2 separate regions of the Rattus norvegicus genome follow, and region 1 is linked to region 2. Evidence: chromatin contacts called from public Hi-C data. All regions are on one chromosome and are shown on one strand. The core of a region is the stretch at or near the end of the contact, and the rest is flanking DNA. Distances in the headings are between cores, read along the strand shown. Region 1 overlaps Ctnna1 (catenin alpha 1). Region 2 holds the start of Hspa9 (heat shock protein family A (Hsp70) member 9).

Evidence for each region. A called contact is a pair of places that touch in the nucleus more often than the background predicts.
Region 1: a contact with region 2 is called in a Hi-C map of Schwann cells, with 2.9 times the contacts expected there. The contact joins the enhancer-like site here to the promoter of Hspa9 in region 2. A contact is called at or near these places in 1 of 12 Hi-C or Micro-C datasets (Schwann cells) and 1 of 1 datasets of contacts at active chromatin or transcription factors (oligodendrocytes).

Annotation. Positions count from the first base shown.
Region 1 is chr18:27,120,865-27,126,938 of GRCr8, forward strand. It overlaps Ctnna1 (catenin alpha 1), which reads left to right. Exons shown (of 18, transcript NM_001007145.1): 11 at 971-1,127; 12 at 5,458-5,658. Among named protein-coding and RNA genes, the nearest start is that of Lrrtm2, 27 kb to the left of the region's middle. Within about 2 kb of position 3,382, at least 7 of the 93 cell types and tissues checked have an H3K27ac peak or open chromatin away from gene starts, as enhancers often do. A contact at or near this core is called in Schwann cells, where this site is marked.
Region 2 is chr18:26,824,571-26,830,235 of GRCr8, forward strand. Hspa9 (heat shock protein family A (Hsp70) member 9) reads right to left here and starts at 3,828. Exons shown (of 17, transcript NM_001100658.2): 1 at 3,645-3,828; 2 at 2,176-2,234; 3 at 1,875-1,962; 4 at 632-813. The coding sequence starts at 3,725.

The DNA of each region.
Region 1 (6,074 bases), core at 2,132-4,631, 300 kb after region 2:
AAATGGATGAATTCTATGAATTATAAATGATATCTCAATAAAATGCCTGTGTATGTGCTGAGGCTGGAATTCAGAGCCCTGCACATACTAGGCAAACTTTCTACCAGGGGGCTGTGTCCCCAGTGCTAGACTCTTAATTAATGTAGCAGACTGTATACTTTTCTATGGGATTTTTATACGTCAGAGATACCTGTGTTAAAATGACAAAGGGAAAAGAGTCCTTGGAATTGGAACACAGTATCTCTATGATGAATGAAGCCCGATAAGTCGGCATTTGGTACTGGGTATTAAGCATTATTAGACATTGTTGCTGCTTCTGTAATAGTGACGGATGACTGAGATAAGCCTAAATACTGCCACAGTAGGAGAGTAACGTAAGACACCTATAAAATGGAATAATAATGTTTTAATATATACTTAATGATGTTGAATGTTTAAAAGAAAGAAGCAGCATAGTTAATTATATGTAGCATATAATTTTAATTATATAATTTTTGATGGTACATTTCTATGAATGTTTTAAAAACTTGGAATTTAATGTCAAAAATTATAGAAATGGGGGCCAAAGAGATGGTTTAGTGGTTAAGAGCACTGGCTGCTCTTCCCGAGGTCCCGAGTTCAATACCCAGCAACCACATGATGGCTCACAACTATCTGTGATGGGATCCAACGCCCTCTTCTGGTGTCTAAAGACAGCTAGAGTGTACTCATACACATAAAACCAATCTTAGAGGAAAAATCGTAGAATTGCCTTCACAGATTGGCTAAAGTAGAGGGAGCCTTCGCTTATTTTACAATTGCCTGCTGTTTCCAAATCAACTTTAGTGCTAAAGCCTAAGGCCTGCTCTTCAGTGTTTCCTGTGTATGACTGTGGTAGAGCACATGGTGTCGTGCCTTCCCCTATCACCCCATGTGATTGGCTTACATGACTGTAGAGTGAGTTATGCGCGTTACTTTACTGTCTCCGCAGGTTATCAATGCTGCGTTGGCTTTAGCGGCAAAGCCACAGAGTAAACTGGCCCAAGAGAACATGGATCTTTTTAAAGAGCAGTGGGAAAAACAAGTCCGTGTTCTCACAGATGCTGTTGATGACATTACTTCCATTGATGACTTCTTGGCTGTCTCAGGTAATGAACTGTTTCCCTAAAGTGGCACGTATAATTATTGTCCAAGTCATAATTACAAAACACTTTTAAATCCAGGAAAGGAAACTCTTATCAATAACATGCTGGTTTCCAGTTTTACAAAGTTCTACACTTGTGTCCCGAGTACGGGGAGTTAGAACTAACTGGAGCTCTATCCCTCATAGCAGGGCTGGTGTCTGTTTTGGAAGCACTAGTTATTGGGCTGGCCAAACCTTTCACAGAGGGTTGTATACTACAGCCCTCTGGCTATGACCTGTGTGTCCTGCTACTTTAGGTTAGCCCTATGTTCTGGTGTCACTGGTCACTTGTACAAGCCTGTGAAACTCAGGGGAGAAGCCTCAGCTCGCTCAGCTAGTTTATTATAGAGAATTCTCTTTCCCTTCGTGGAAAGCGTCTGTCTCTGAAATGATCATAGTTTAACTGACTACTTTCCCAAAGATCATGTCTGCATGATGTGCAGATAGAAAACAGAGAGGAAATATTTAAGTGCCATTTAATTATGAACTTGCAAAAAATAAATCTGGGTAATTCACCTCACAAAAACAGTTGATTTCATTATATAAACATAAACTGGTAATGACATAGTAAATTGCATTCATATAGAACATGTCTGTCAAATGCAATTCAGTGTTTAGCTCACAGAAATAAATTTCAATCCTATCTCCTTAGAGTTGAGTAACACTAAATGCATTTTCCATTTAACATGGACTCTGTTGCCCCTGGCGGTGTTGTCTTCTTGGAAATGCCAGGCTTCCTGAGGCTACTGGCTGTGGGCAGATTTAGTGACTGGGTTCTTGTCGAGCTAAAACTACCTGTCACCCCAGGGACCCACAGGCTGGAATGTGAGTGGCAATGGGGCTTGAAAGAGAAGCAGACTTAAGTACATGCACAGCACCGTCCTCCAGCAGTGACCTATATAAAGGGGACTGTGCTCTGCATACCAATGTCTCCCTGGCTTTGCATGTACTCCTCCAGATGTAGCTTTGGCCTAACTTGAGAAAGCACTGGTGCGGGCTGTTGAGCTGCAGGAAGGCAGGGTAAACAGTGTTGCTGCAGGACTGCCAAATTGCAGATGCTGCTACTTTAAAACAGAAAATTCATCTGCGGGCACATTGTTGCAGCAATGGGCCTTTCTGGGAATCTTGGCCTTCTGTTGTTTTTCCCAGTGAAGTTTGGGATTATTCTTCTTCATAGGCTTAGGGAGAACATTCTACCTTCACAGCACATTTTAAAGCAAACAACAAATTTGCAAATCTAAATGCAAACTTCCCTCTGGATAAATACTACATTCTTAGTCTTTTTAAATTAAAGTGAGTGTGTTTGTTGAGTTAGACTCAAGGGATTTTCATTTTTTTTCTCACAGTAAAGTAAAATATAATAAAATAAAAATGTTCCTCATATAACATTTTTCAAATCAGACAACAAAAGGGATTAACTATCAGCATTTAGTGGGATCCAGGCAGGATTTTTTTAAGGTTATTTATTATAAAACATAAGACCAGTAAAGAGAAATTAAATTCTTTGGCAGGTCCACTTTTATTTATCTAGTGACTGGGTTCAACATTTTTGCAAATAAATGAGTTTAAGAGGGCCTGACTTAGCAAAACTATTGAGCCAGTTTCTATTTAGTGAGTTGAAGCATAGAATTATTGTCTTGAAGAGAGCATGAGAATTTTGTATGCCTGCCTCTTATGTGTTTTTGATCTGTCATAAGCTTGCTGAAGAACACAATGATTAGTAATGTGAGTGAGGAGCGGTGAGGACCACGTGGGTGTGGCTTCCCTTCCCCGAGAACCAAGAACCAACCAGTAGCTAACAGTGAGCCTGTGGACCCTCCCCCACCCGTGCTCCACTCTTGATAGGCCCAGTGCAGGCAGTGGCTGTCATAACCAGAAGATTTCACAGGCCTTCTCTTTATCTGCTGGCTAGTGCATTCTTTGAGTCCCCTCTTCCATGATGTTCTCCAAGCCTTAGAGAGGTTGGATGAACATCCCGTTTAGGGCTCAGCACTGAACCATGCCTTATTCTCACCATCTTGGGCAACAGAGTGTCTTTGTATTTATTGCAAGAAAAGGTCTCTGAGGTTGAGTACTTCTGTGAGTGTAAACAAGTGTTGGGGGCCACAGTGACACCAGTTTAACTAAACCTTAGTAAGCCCTCTGGGGCCCAGACCTCCCAGCAGTGGGTCTGACTGGGTTGCATTGCCATCCCCCTTTCTGTTCAGTCTAAGACCCAGCCTGTGGAGTGGTGCTCCCCAGTTAGGATGGGTCTTTCCGCCCCGGTTAACCCAAACTAAGTAGTTTCTGACAGCTGTGCCCGTAGGCTGGTCTGCTTGTGAGTTTAGATCCCTTCAAGTTAACAGTCAGTATTAACTCTCATTAAAATGTTTATTCCCTGCCCGGTCTGATTTTCATACAAAAGGATTTTTGTGTTTTTTAAAAAAATTTATAATAAAATAAGCGAAACTGTAGGCAAGAATTTCTCTGTGGAGGAAAGAAGCAGCACTTGAGGTGACTTCGTGGTGGCTAGAGGGAATGTTAGCGGTTTGGTTTTCTGTTGTGTTTTTGTGTTTGTTTTCTTGCTGATGTGAGAAAAGGGTCCACGGGTCAACAGTACAGTCTGTTATGGCAGAGAAGTCCTGGCAGCCAGTCACTTTATATGCTTAGGAAGCAGAGTGAGTAATCGTACTTACTCCACCTCCCCCAAAACAGGGTTTGTTTTTTCTGTGTAACCCCGAGTATCCCAGAACTCACACTGTAGACCTTCTGCCTCCTGAATGCGGGGATAAAAGCCACCACCACCTGGCTCCTCTCCTCGTACCCAGGGAGTGGTGCTGCCCACAGTGGGTGAAACTCGCCACCTCACAGGTCTGCCCAGAAGTCCATCTCTCATGCCAGGTTTCCTGAGATGAACAGTCATGGCCAACTTCTGTAGGTGTACTTCCTTTGTTTTGTCATACCTTCTCTGGTTGTGATCACAGATGGGGGGAAAGTGTGTACAAATTTAATAAAATTGGGGTTTGTTTTTGAAAACATAGGTATCTAGATGATGTTTTTTATAGAGTACATCACTGAGTCTGATGTATTAACCCTCCAAAGTGTTAACCACACCAAAACAGGGATGAGATCTAAATAATATGGAAAACACTGGGTTGTAGGTTTTTTTTAACTCAGAATCTTTTCTTCCCTTTTGACTTTCCCACCTTTGCAATACAAGATTTATCTTCCACATTAATCTTGGGTTCAGAAAAACTAGTTTCAACATTAAGACCTTGAATGATTGCAGGCTTAGTATATGTTTGTTTAGTTGTCATGGAGGGAATTTGGATTTAAAAGATGCCTATGATGATGTTGCAGTCCTCTTCCCTCCCTCCCTCCCTCCCTCCCTCCTTTCTTTCCTCCCTCCTCCTTCCTTCCCTCCCTCCATTTGTCTCTCCCTCCCTTCCTTCCCTCCTTCTCTCCTCCCTCCTTCCCTCCCTTTTGGTATACTCCTGGCTGCCATCCTGGAACTCTGTAGACCAGGCTGGCCTTGAACTCACAGAGACCTGCCTACCTCTGCCTCCTGAGTGCTGCAATTAAAGGCGTGTGTCACTACACCTGGTCCCAGTGTACGTCTTAAAAGAGATTGCATTTGCTGTTTGTTCTAGCTCTTCTATAAGAAATAGAACTTTCTGCACCTACTATGTCACGTTCTGTTGTTGGCAGGATACCATGTCTTTAACTGACATAACTCCTGAGAGCGGCCATGTGTTGCATCAAAGGGGAAGTTAATGTTGCCACCCTCTGCAGCCCTTCATGTTTGCTGTATATTTGCCTCTCACCCCATCTGAGTCTGCCCTCCTGTCATGGTGGTCTGTGTGCAGCTTGCAGCTTGTTCCTCTTAGCACAGTTTCCTTGGCCCTCTGGCTTGTTTCCCTTTCACTATTATAGATGAGAGTGGGAGTACTTGCTCTGGGGTTTCTGAAAACCGTGTCAGGCTTTGAAAGGAAATGGTTTGGGGTTTTCAAATCCAGCTGTGTGCCTAGTAGGAGCTTCTGGTCAGTTTGGCTGGATTCAGTGACAGCCGATGAAGGCGGAGTCCTTGAAGGCAGTGTGCTTGTTGTTCCTATTGCGTTATTTATTTGGCATATGGGGTATTTGGAGGACAGGGGACACTTGCAGGAGTTGGGTCATACTCTAGATTCAGGCCCCACCTTCCTGAGTGCTGTGTGCAAATGTGTGCCACTCCTTCATATAAACCTGACTCGTGTGGCTGGCACCAAGTTCTTCCTCAGGAACTGGAACATCATGATCTTTCATCTTTTTGTCCTCAGAGAACCACATTTTGGAAGATGTGAACAAGTGTGTTATCGCTCTCCAAGAGAAAGACGTGGATGGGCTGGATCGCACTGCTGGGGCCATTCGAGGCCGGGCAGCCCGAGTCATTCATGTCGTCACCTCAGAGATGGACAACTACGAGCCAGGAGTTTACACAGAAAAGGTTCTAGAAGCCACCAAACTCCTCTCCAACACAGGTCTGAGGACTGTCCCCCCTCCTAGGGTTTCCCTTGTCCCCACCATGGCTGGCTCTGACAGGCTGTCTTCTCATTCCAAATACTGGGGATTGCGCGCACGCGCGCGCGCACACACACACACACACACACACACACACACACACACACACACACACACCTTTTACAGACACTGAGTAGCTCAGTGTACTAGTGAGCAGTTGTCTGTTAGGCAGCTCATGAGCACATAGCTTTATGAATCTGAGATAAACTTCTGAGTTGTCTCTGCTAGTGAGTGCATACAAAATCAGGGTGGGTCCCTCCTGCAGTGTCAGGGATTGAACCCAGAACTTCTTACATGGCAGGAAGCCCTTGGCCAGCCTGCTGTAGTTCTCACTCTTAAGGTCTCAGCATTAGCATCATTTCAAGTTTTCAACCAC
Region 2 (5,665 bases), core at 2,578-5,077:
AAGTGTGGGATCAAAGCATGTACTACCACTACTACCTGGCCCCTATTTTTCACTTTTAATCTCAATTTAAAGGAAAAAGGGTGCAAAATTGGACCAAGGAGATAGCTTAGCAAATAAAGGTTCTTACTGCCAAGTCTAATAACCTATCTTCAATGGCCAGGACCTACATGGTGAAAGAAAATGGACTTTGTGCAAGGTATACGCTGGCCTCCTGTCACATGACAGAGGATGAGTGACAGAGGATGACCATACTCACAAACAAAACAAAAATATAATAGAAAGGGTTGGGGATTTAGCTCAGAGGTAGAGCACTTGCCTAGCAAGCGCAAGGCCCTGGGTTCGGTCCTCAGCTCTGGGGGGGAAAAAATAGTCAGGCAGTGGTGGTGCATGCTTTGGTCTGAGCGCTAGGGAGGCAGAGATAAGAGGATTTGAGTTTGAGGCAAGCCTGGTCTACAGAATGAATTCCACGAGAGTACACACAAAACCATCTCTCAAAAAACTAAAAACTGCACTCATCTGGTGGGATGTGACTTTTCCCCAAGAACAATAATGAGACAGTGGATCAAGGCCCCCACAGAACTGGGATCAAAGCCCCAGCAAGTCTGGGTTACTGGTGCTTCCTAGTACTCACGTGTCTTTCTGTACTTCAGGGTCATCATATCGTCGTCCAATAAGACGCTTTGTAGCATAGAAAGTATTGTTTGGGTTGGTGACAGCTTGTCGTTTTGCTGGCATACCAACAAGTCGCTCCCCATCTGGTGTAAAGGCAACCACAGAAGGGGTAGTTCTGGCACCTTCGGCGTTCTCCAGGACCTAAAATTCCCAAAGACACTGTTTAAAGTACTAGTCACCACTGGACTCTTGGTAGCCAAGACTTGAGATACAACCACAGCTTAAACTGTATTTAAAATAAAAATGCTGAAAGGATAATGCACTAAACTGGCATGTTTTATTGTTGTGAATCCTACAAAAATACCATTTCAAATATACGCAGAAGACTATAGCCATACCACCTTTATTATGACTACTGTTAATTACATACAGAAGCTAAAATTTCAGACAAAAAAATAGAGAACAGCATAAATGAGGACAACGGAAGGGCTTATGTTAGTACCAAACATGTGGGGTTTCAGCCGGTACCCAGTGCAGGCATGGGTAAAGAAGCAGGACAACTATAGATTCCCAGGAGCTCTAAGCCTTGACAACTCAAAAGAAAGTTTGTGTATTCTGCTGAAGAGGCTTCAACAACCTTTACATAACACAAATGTGGAGCTCTCCTTGTTTCTAGTGAGTAGAAGCTTCCGACCTCCAGTCTTGCTGGACTCCTAACACAGCAAGCCATTTCAAGTCCTCTAATGACATCACCACCAGTTCCCCAAAGTCCATGTTTCACTTGTACTCTTGGAAGTTAGATCCATTTAATTATGAACACCCAAAGGTTAATTCCTAAGTCTTAAAAAAGCAAAAGCGGTTGGGGATTAGCACAGTGGTAGAGCACAGGGCCCTGGGTTCAGTCCTCAGCTTGGGGCAGAGGGGAGCAGTGGGGCAAAAGCAGGCTTTAAATGCAAATTAGAAGCCTAGAGTGGTTAATAATGCCTGTGATCTTAGCACTTAATACTGTACCCTTGAAGCTGGCCCAGGATACAGTATCTCAGGAGGAAAAACCAGCACCAAACTAAACACATCATTGCTTGTTTGTAAGACAGGGTTTCTCTGTGTGGCCCTCGTTATCCTGAACTCACAGATCCCTCTGACTTTGCTGGGATTAAAGGTGTCCACCATCAAGCTGGGCTCCGATTTAGCATTCCTGTGTACTTAATGCCATTCCTATGTACTAGATATCTAAATGACCCCGGGCTTCAATTTATTCTCACCTTGGCTTGTTTGCCCTCCATAACAGCCACACAGGAGTTAGTAGTACCCAAATCAATTCCAACAACTGCACCCTTGATTGCTTCTGACCTGTAAGAAATGAAACACCATGGTCATCTTAACAATGATCTCCAATGTCAGGAAGAACTGTTTTATGTTGGTGTTAACAGTGGCACACTAAATCAACTACAAATACAAACGAATAGTTAGCGATAAAGAGGAATAGTTCCATGTTAACAAATACACCCATCATAGCTGAGGTTCAATGTGTGTTTTTCTCAGAGAGAGTGAGGTTATACTTACGCATAATCCCTTCTTGAAACAAATCTAAAAGCCTCATGACTAAGGCCATTCCAGCCATCCTGGGGAGAAAAAATATTGCATCAGCCACCAACTACAAAGACTCTTGTTTTTTTTCCAATTATTCTGAAAAAACTCATGCAACTTTTAGTCCTTAGTATGTAAAATACATAGATTACAGATCACATATCTACAAGTTTTCCAGACTTGTCTGGTAAAATTAAGCGTACATAAAATTGTCTTGAATTGCCACCACTAAAGAAAAAAAAAATTACATTGCAATGGATGTACAACTTTGACATTATTTATCTTGTACCAGTATCTGCTGTGACAAACTGTGATGCTTAGAAGCAACTCTGGCCTTTACCAACAAGCCCCCCATAAATTGTCACTCAATTTAGGACAACCTGGAAGTGGGCAGAAGTGCCTTGCTCGAACACAAACTCCCGTGAGGGGAGGGGGGAGGGGGAGGGGGGAGGGAGGGAGAGAGACACTGAGACTGTGTGCGAGAACCACTTTTGCTGAACACCTGATTAAGGAGACACCAAAAATTTCAAAATTCAGTTGACTGGCCTAATGGCAAATGCCTTTATTCCTAAAACCTCAAAGCCAGAGACAGGCCTGGTCTAGAACAGCTAGGGCTACACAGTGAGACCCTGTCTCAAAATAAACTCACAACCCTGTACACCTCACTTCAATAACGTGTGCACTGCAAGTAGAGATTTAAAGTTCTCAGATACATTTCCACTGGCCTGGTCAAACAATTATTTTGGAGAGTTTCAGGTCTCAATCTCCAAAGACGTACTTTTTCTTATTTCAGATCAAAATCTTTTTTCTACTTGTTATTATAAATCACAAGTAAATCGAAGGAAAAAAACCTCTCTATCTTTGGAGCTGGGTGTGCTCGCCTTCAATCTCAGCCCTCGTGGGGAAGAGACAGGCGCGGGGATGTGGGGGTGTCTCTGTGAAGCCCACAAAGTTAATTCCCGGGCAGACAGGTCTACAAAGAAACCCTTTCTCAAAAATATAAAGTGAAAAGTCAAAGAATGGAGTTGGAATGTTGGAATTTAATTTTCAGTTCCTAATGTGGATACCCCCCACTTCTTCACAGCAGCGACATTCTTGAATATTTACAGCAGAGAAACTGTCCATCAACCCTCAACAGTCTAGCGTACATAGTTCTGCGTTTCCAGTAAACTATACCTACTGTCTAAGACCAAGCACATCCAATGTGCTACAGGTTAGAGGGCCACTACGTCGTGAATTATTGGGGTAAAGACTTCAGAACGCCAAGGATTGTGACTCAGCATAGCTCGAGGCTAAAGCCCTCAAAGAAGGCCAACAAAGACTATCGAAGGTCCGTTACCTTCCTACGCTCCGGATTTCTCCTAGAGTCTGACCCCGAAGGGCAAGGCCTGCCTTACTCGAGTCGGGGCCTGGAGCCCCTACCGGAAGGCATGGCAGCTCCTCACCTGGTGACGGGCGGCGGCGGGACTCCGGGACGCTGTGGTGCCCACGAGACGCGCGGCCGCGGCTCTGCTGGCGCTTATCATGGCGGCTGGACAGAGGGCTACGAGGGCAAGAACAAACACCCCACAGACCCGGAGCTGCGTGCACGGCGGTGGCTACGCTTCTGGAACCCTCCAACCACGTGGGGTGGGGGGGCGGGGGCTGGCCGCTGCAGCAATGAAGCCCGCTGTTCTGCTGAGGCACCTAGCGTAGTGCCTGACCAGAAACTTCCTGTTTGCTGCTCCCGGAATCGGCGCACGCCGCGAGCACGCTCCTCAGAATGATCGTTGAAAATTTCCGTTCTTTCATCACGGCTTCTGGGGCTGTGGGAACAGTGAGAAGGGAGCGGGAGAAGAGAGACGTACAGGCATTACTTCAGACAGCCCCGGTCCTTGAGGCAGGAAAGACTCAAGGTCACACGGGATAAATTACGAACCGATTACAGTCTCCTTGCGTCAGTTGCGCAGAAGGAGGGGCCTCCTGCGCCTGCGTCGTCGGCTCCGGATGAAGCCCTGTAGCGCATGTGTAAGGGGCGTGGAGGAAACGGGTTAGGACTTAACTGTAGCGTTTATTGGATACTCCAGTGCACGCGAATTTACTGGAGAGTACCGGGGGCGCGAGCTCGCGCGCTCACTGGTAGGCGCGTGGGAGTTTTTCCCGAGGCCGCTACTTGCAGCGGGCGCCATCTTGTCCTCAGGCGTTGATAAGGGGACCTTTGTTCTCACCGTTTATTCATAGCTTCAAGTATGCACACCTGTATATGCGCGGTCTTATGGGATCTGATGTCCTCTTCTGGTATGTCTGAAGACAGCTACAGTGTACTCACATGCACAAAATAAATAAATCTTAAAAAAAAAAAAGACTGTCTTGAGAAGGATGAGGGCTCTTACGTGAGCTCTTAAGGTTTGCTGGGCCAGAGGCGACTCTTTTTCAAACCTTGCACTTGCCAGGTGTTAGTTATACTGTGACTTTTTTTTTTTTTTTTAAGACAAGGTTTCAGACGGGGTGTAAATGGCTGGGCATGGGGAGAGTCTCTCTATATGGCCCTGGCTGTCACAGAACTAGCTATATAGACCGGGCTGGCCTTGATCCCCCGCCAGTCTATCCCCGGAGTGCTGGAATTAAAGGCTGCACCACCCCACCCAACCCCAGTGTTTTACTAGCCTTAGCTATGTGGTGGTTTTGTAGCTTTTGTTGTCCTCAAACTCAAGGCTGACCCTTTCGAATGCCTGGATTACAGATGTGAGGTGTGTCTGTCCAGAGACTTTCAGGGACAAAACCTGAACAAATGTTGTGTCAAGTTTTTCTCGATGGTGGTAAAAACAGTTCAGTGATTCAAAGACAGTGAAATAGAACTTGGTTTTGGAGGTAAGCAGTTTGATATAAATAGAAAATAGTTGGGTAGGAAGTGGTTGTACAGTTCTGTGATTCCAGCGGCCATCTTTGATTTCATCACTCGTTCCAGGCCAATGGGCTACATGAGACTATCTCAAAGAAAAAGAAGTGAAAGTAGTCATCACTGTAACAAGTAATGAAGAAAGTGGTGAAATTAGGAGATAAAATACAGTTTACATTATGAAAAGAAGGGAAGGAAAGATAGCTGGGAATGGTGCTGTAAGCCTCCAGCACTTGGGAGGAAGTAGAATCAGAAATACAAGGTCACCTTTGGTGATATAATTAGTTGGAAAGCAGCTTGATGACACTAAGAGACGGTGAACCTGTTTCAAAAAGGGTTAATAAAATTAAGTTAGGACAGACATTACAATTACATACATTTTTAAAAATGTCCTTGTGTGGGGTTGGGGATTTAGCTCAGTGGTAGAGCTAAAGGCCCTGGGTTCGGTTCCCAGCTCCGAAAAAAAAAAATGTCCTCGTGTGATAAATGCTTGTGTTCTATCAGACATGTGGAGGGTCTGATTTTAACATAGCTACATAGTAAGACTGTCTCAAAAAGTAAAAGGACTAGAATTGTATCTGAGTTGTT